2 separate regions of the Siniperca chuatsi genome follow, and region 1 is linked to region 2. Evidence: chromatin contacts called from public Hi-C data. All regions are on one chromosome and are shown on one strand. The core of a region is the stretch at or near the end of the contact, and the rest is flanking DNA. Distances in the headings are between cores, read along the strand shown.

The links. A called contact is a pair of places that touch in the nucleus more often than the background predicts.
Region 1: a Hi-C map of an unstated tissue shows a contact between it and region 2, with 2.3 times the contacts expected there. The contact joins the enhancer-like site here to the promoter of LOC122879463 in region 2. A contact is called at or near these places in 2 of 3 Hi-C or Micro-C datasets (skeletal muscle and an unstated tissue).

Annotation. Positions count from the first base shown.
Region 1 is chrLG7:14,967,315-14,970,041 of ASM2008510v1, reverse strand. All of the region lies in intron 2 of LOC122879463 (rho guanine nucleotide exchange factor 17-like), which reads right to left. Among protein-coding and RNA genes, the nearest start is that of LOC122879466, 3.3 kb to the right of the region's middle. Within about 2 kb of position 1,316, the one cell type or tissue checked has an H3K27ac peak away from gene starts, as active enhancers do.
Region 2 is chrLG7:14,919,436-14,922,135 of ASM2008510v1, reverse strand. It overlaps LOC122879463 (rho guanine nucleotide exchange factor 17-like), which reads right to left and starts at 1,433. Exons shown (of 25, transcript XM_044203578.1): 1 at 1,150-1,433; 2 at 1-1,005. The coding sequence starts at 895. LOC122879464 (P2Y purinoceptor 3) reads right to left here. Exons shown (of 3, transcript XM_044203583.1): 3 at 2,492-2,700.

The DNA.
Region 1 (2,727 bases), core at 67-2,566, 48 kb before region 2:
AAGAAAAGTGATATTTGCGGCCATTTGGATCTCGCTTTAACCAACTTTCTCCTTTCATGTTCACAAGACACAAGGACAGCAATAAGACAAGACTCTGCTAGCAGTTTGCAGCTACACACTTCACAAAGCTCCTACATGCTTTATATAATATATGCCCAGCATAAATTGATGAAGACTAAAAAATAAGAAAATAAATAAATTAGAAAATATATAAGAAATAAGAAACCAGAATCGCACCATTACCAGTGAAACTCCACTTTTGGGTCATGCTAAACAGGAACGGCATTATTATGATAATAAAATAGCTGATTCCCTTAATAATGTGTGACTCTGTTGTGTCTTACAACTGCTGTGTTAGGCTGTATGACAGCAAAAAGGTAAATAACAAAGATAGTGGATAGATGCATTAAAAACCTTGAGGCAGATTCAAACAAACAAGTCACAGAAACACAAACAAGTCAGCCTGGTTTTGAACACGTACATGCACTCTTCTATTACAGCCTTTTTTCCCCCACTACAGGAATTTTTCCTGGAACTCAGGAACTTTACATGCATTTTCACAGGAACCTAGTTCTGGTTTTAGTTCCTATAGGTCGTAGTTTCTGACCCCAAAAAAGTCCCCGTTGCTGAGGTATGGCTTTCTTACGACGCAAGAACATTGACCCTGCTGTTCTGAATGTTGCTAACTGGGCAAACACACGACTCAAAACTGCAACTGTTCCTGCTGTCAATATCGTGACTATGGATGGAAATATCATAAAGTTGTGCCGCAGTATATAAAAGCAAGAGATAGGAATGGAGTATGGAGTATGAGCAAGCAGTAGAAACTTTAATGAAACTTAACTTTTGTTCACCTTAACGTTTGTTCATTGCTGATACGTACTGAAGTGAAAAATTACTTTAAAAACACTCAGCAGTCCTTTTATACTTGGGCCGTTTGCCTTTCTGGCATTTTAAATTTAACATTTCTACCTCTGCACGTCTCCTTTCCAACATCAGACACTGAAAGACAAAGAACATCATGATCACTGCTGTCTCGTATGCAAGACATACGTCTCATACCACATCGTAGTTTTTTAAACCGTTATTGGTCTAATTTGCCTAATCTTCGCAGTCCTACAGAAGCAAAAGAAATACTGAGAAGTTCTGACTTTTTGGTTCCTACAGCTTTAAGTTCCTGGAACTGTTTGATTGAAATACTAGATCTTAAATGTCAGTGTGCTCTATTATAAATATTATTGTACGAGAGGCAAACACAGACAAGGCTGCAAATATGTCACAATCATTGCACATTCATAGCTCTCACACACACACACACACACACACACACACACAAACAAACACACACACACAAACAAACACAGGGACCGGATTAGAGGCCACTGAGGCCAGGAAGTCCATAGAAGCAAAGCGTGACTCAGCAGTTCACTCGAACAATGACTCATGATTTATGGATACAAGTGAAGAAGCTGCTCCGACACACAGAGGACACAAACCCAACACATTAAGGCCCAGAAGGAAACAGACAGAATGAAAGTGAAGAGAGGACAGACAGATGAAGGAAGTAAGAAAATACGTAAACGGGTACGTTTTTTCTTCGTGTTATGTTTTACTCTTCTACACTGTGAGATGAATCAAAATCAATGAGCAACTTGTTATTTTGAAACATAAGGGGACCACTAGTAGCTAAAACACAGTTTTCCACAAGCTTTCCCCCCAAAATTTAGTGGCAACAATTGAAATCCATCACTCTTTTCTCTGGTTATAATGCGATGAAGTCCATCCTATCACTTGAGACAGGCTGTGTGTGTGTGTGTGTGTGTGTGTGTGTGTGTGTGTGTGTGTGTGTGTGTGTGTCAGAGAGAGCGAGGTGGGAGAATAACAAGGGGAGTATACGGATCATGGAACAAGACCAACATATTATCTCAGGGGTCTCAGGGGAGACTCCCAAAATATTCTGGTACCAAACATGACTTATAAATATCAGCGAGAGCCACAGGCAAAACCCTATGGTGCATATATAACCACAATGTCTCTCTCTCTCTCTCACTGTCTTTCACACACACACACACACATACACAGGCGCCACAAAAATACACAGAGGAGGACTTTCTTTCCCTCTTCCCCTGCTCCCCTCTGCCAGCACCACTGTGCCCTATAAATAACAGTAACAATGACTTCCCAGAAAGGCCATGTTTAGTGTTTGGCATCTAAAGGGATCCCAGGGGCGCTGTGGGGTACCACCGGAGGGTGAAAGGTGGTGTGTGGATGTAGGAGTGTGCGTGTGTGTGTGTGTGGGTGACAGAGTGCATGAAAGTGATTGTGAGTGGAAAACTTGCCGTCTAAAATGGGCAAACATTGTGCAGAAAAGTATTATTGTTTTGGGGTTGTTGTTTTTTTATAGTGAATGTTAGGTTGACTTTTACATGCCCACCAGTCAAATCATTTTTCTTAAGATCTACACAGTTGTTCCTTCACAGAGTGGGGGATTCAGTCCAAGTCTACTCTGCCCTGAGATATAAACACAAACACAATGGAATGGAGGGAATAAATACAGGGCTGAACATGGCTAAAGAGTGAAACACAAAATACCACAGTAATCATCCATTCATACTCCCCAATTACCCTCCAAATGGGGACGCTCATCTATTCAAAATACATCTCGATTCAGTCCCCTGATACAGCAAGCAGGAGCAAGACACTGAATCTGAATCCCAGTTTCTCAAG
Region 2 (2,700 bases), core at 184-2,683:
TGCCGGCTGCTTTTAAATTCTCACAAGTGTCAGTCTTGTGCTGCTGCGTAGCTTTGCCTTGTCTCTCATCAAAAATTTGTCTAATTTTTGTGACACTGGGCCACTTGTCAGAGTGCAGGGGAATAAAGTCACTGTGGTGTGTAGAGAGGTAACTTCTGTGAGATTTACAGGGTGAAGGAACCCCTCTACCAGTAACATCCTCTTCCTCATCTGTGGTCAAAGTCTTTTTGGGATCAGAGGGACATGCATTGATCTGTGAATAATCTCTCTTACCAGAGTTGCTGCTGCTGTCGGTTGATAAACGTGAAAAAATCTGTTTCTCACTTTTCTTCTCTGAGTCCGAGCCTGACACAGAGTCGGTGCCAGAGTGAAACTTTTGCACTTTGTTGTCTGTGAGAGACTCTGCAGTAGTATTATCACTATCCTGGAAATATCCACCACCGCTGTCCTCGTGAAAAGATTTACGAGACCGAGACCCGTCTCTCCTGGAGCCCCTGGCCCGTGGAAAAGTACTGCTCCCTCGCGTCACTGCTGCGCCGTCTCCCGGTGAGGCTCTATCCGTGCCGGCGGAGCCGCTGCTGCTAAACTTCTCAGTGAGTTGGCGGATGGATGGAGAAATAGAGGAGAGAGGAGTGGAGGAGCCTCTCTTTGGATCTGCGGTTGGGAGGCCGGCGGTGGTGGCAGAGATTTTGGAAACTTTTCTTGACACACTGACATTACGCGTCGCCAGGGTCTGTTCTGCTTTGCTGGGCTCCGGGGGAAGGGCGACGCCAGCTGCCTCCAGATCCTCTGATTTGTGTTGTTGGTCTTCACTCCTGTTGGCGCTCCAGGACCCCAACTTTTTGAAAGAGACGCTGCGGTACACAGCCGCATTCTTCCTCTCTCTTTCTGCCATTGTTCATGTCTTTCTTTGTTAGATTTCACACACACACATTTTAACTCCACGGATATTAGGCTACAGATCCAAGCACCTTTTGGAATTGTGGTCCATTTCCCCCACGCAGCCTAACGGCATGAAAACCCAACAACAATCACTCTTTTTAAAACTTAATTGTTGGCAAAGCTTCAGACTGCACAGTAATGAGGTTAATGAGTGATAAATAGCTCAGTGAGTAAGTAGATGAGTGCTGCTGTGTTATCAAAACTTACATGTTGTCGATTCTCGAAACCGCATCCGTGCAAAGAGGAAAAGCGCTACAATTTTTTTTTTGGCCCAAACTTTCCCAACCTGTTCACAAACTCAACTTTTCCATTGTTATCCCATACTGTCTCTAAACCTCTGCCCATCGCCAGGTTAGCACGCCTGCACGGGCCCGACGCATCATTCACTATTAATTCCCAAACTGTTTGTGGATTCCTTATTTTGGCATGATTTGCTTTTCCGTGACTTATGTTGTTTTTAGCATGTTAATGCCTGAGATAGGGCAGAGGGGGTGGGCGGGACTAGGGGTATAGGGGCTGTCATAGCCCCCTCGGGGATTGAGAGGAAAAGCTTTTTTCTTTTTTGATAGGAGAAGGCAGATACTGTGGACAAAATAGATGTAATTATAGCCCTTTCCCTTGCGAAAAAGACAGTAGCACTGTCACATTTTTGAACAACATTTTGGACTTGCAGCATATTTGTAAAACTTAGAAACATCCCTATGATGATATCACTATAAACACACTATTGATTTCCAAGATACAGTTTACAGTATTTCTGTCATCAGAGGAAAAGGCTCACAGAGGAAGTCAGAGAATGATACACTTTGATTTAACACTAAATTGGTAACTGCATATTTAACAATAGCTCTGTACACCACAGTGTGTTATGATGGTGTTGGTGAATTGGTGAGTGTCGGGGGGGCAAAGAAAAAAAGTTTTCACTCATGCACAATAACCCCTCTGTGGTGCTTCCCATGAGGCTGTCTGGTCAACAGGTCCTTTTGTTCCAGAGAGGAATTCTGTGTTTCATTCCCTCAGAGGAGAGCAGACGCTGACTGCAGCGCCCTCCACAGTCCGACCTGTAAAATGTCCGCACATTGGTGGTAGATAATGGAGCTTAAATCAAGCGAAATCACAATCAATCACAATGACTCCGTCTACAAGCGGGATTCAGTTGTTTTTATAATTTGATAGGACTTTTGCTAAATTACCTACACAATTTTAAGCAATTAACCATATAGAAATGCTTCAAAGTATTTTCACTACATATTCACCAACTGTTGGCTGTTTTTAATATTTAAGTTTATCTTTGTTCAGTTTGGAAGCTCAGATTCAAGTTTTGGGATATGAATTTTGCCCACTAAATTCCAAGGAAATCTCTACCAGACACTGTCATGTTACCAGGTGAAACTGTGTTAACGTTTCATTTGGCTACAAATGTTGTTAGCCACCTTGCCAAATACATCAGCCTTTCATTGGTCTGACCAAGCTGAGAGGACAGAGAGAGTCAAAGTTTATGCTGTGTTGTGAAAAAGAAGGGGAAAATATACATTCATTAGAGTCTGACTGACGTAAAGGCACTCATGACAGGCTGCATGACTTTTTTAATGGCTGTTTTCAGTTAGTTTTACATTGTGACAACATCCAAAACATTTTCACAAGCAACTCAACATGGCTGCATGGTAAGAGGGGAAAAAAACCTCCATAAAATAAAATAAAAAATATATACAAAAACACAAATGTTACTTTTTCATCAACATAATTATATCTATATAA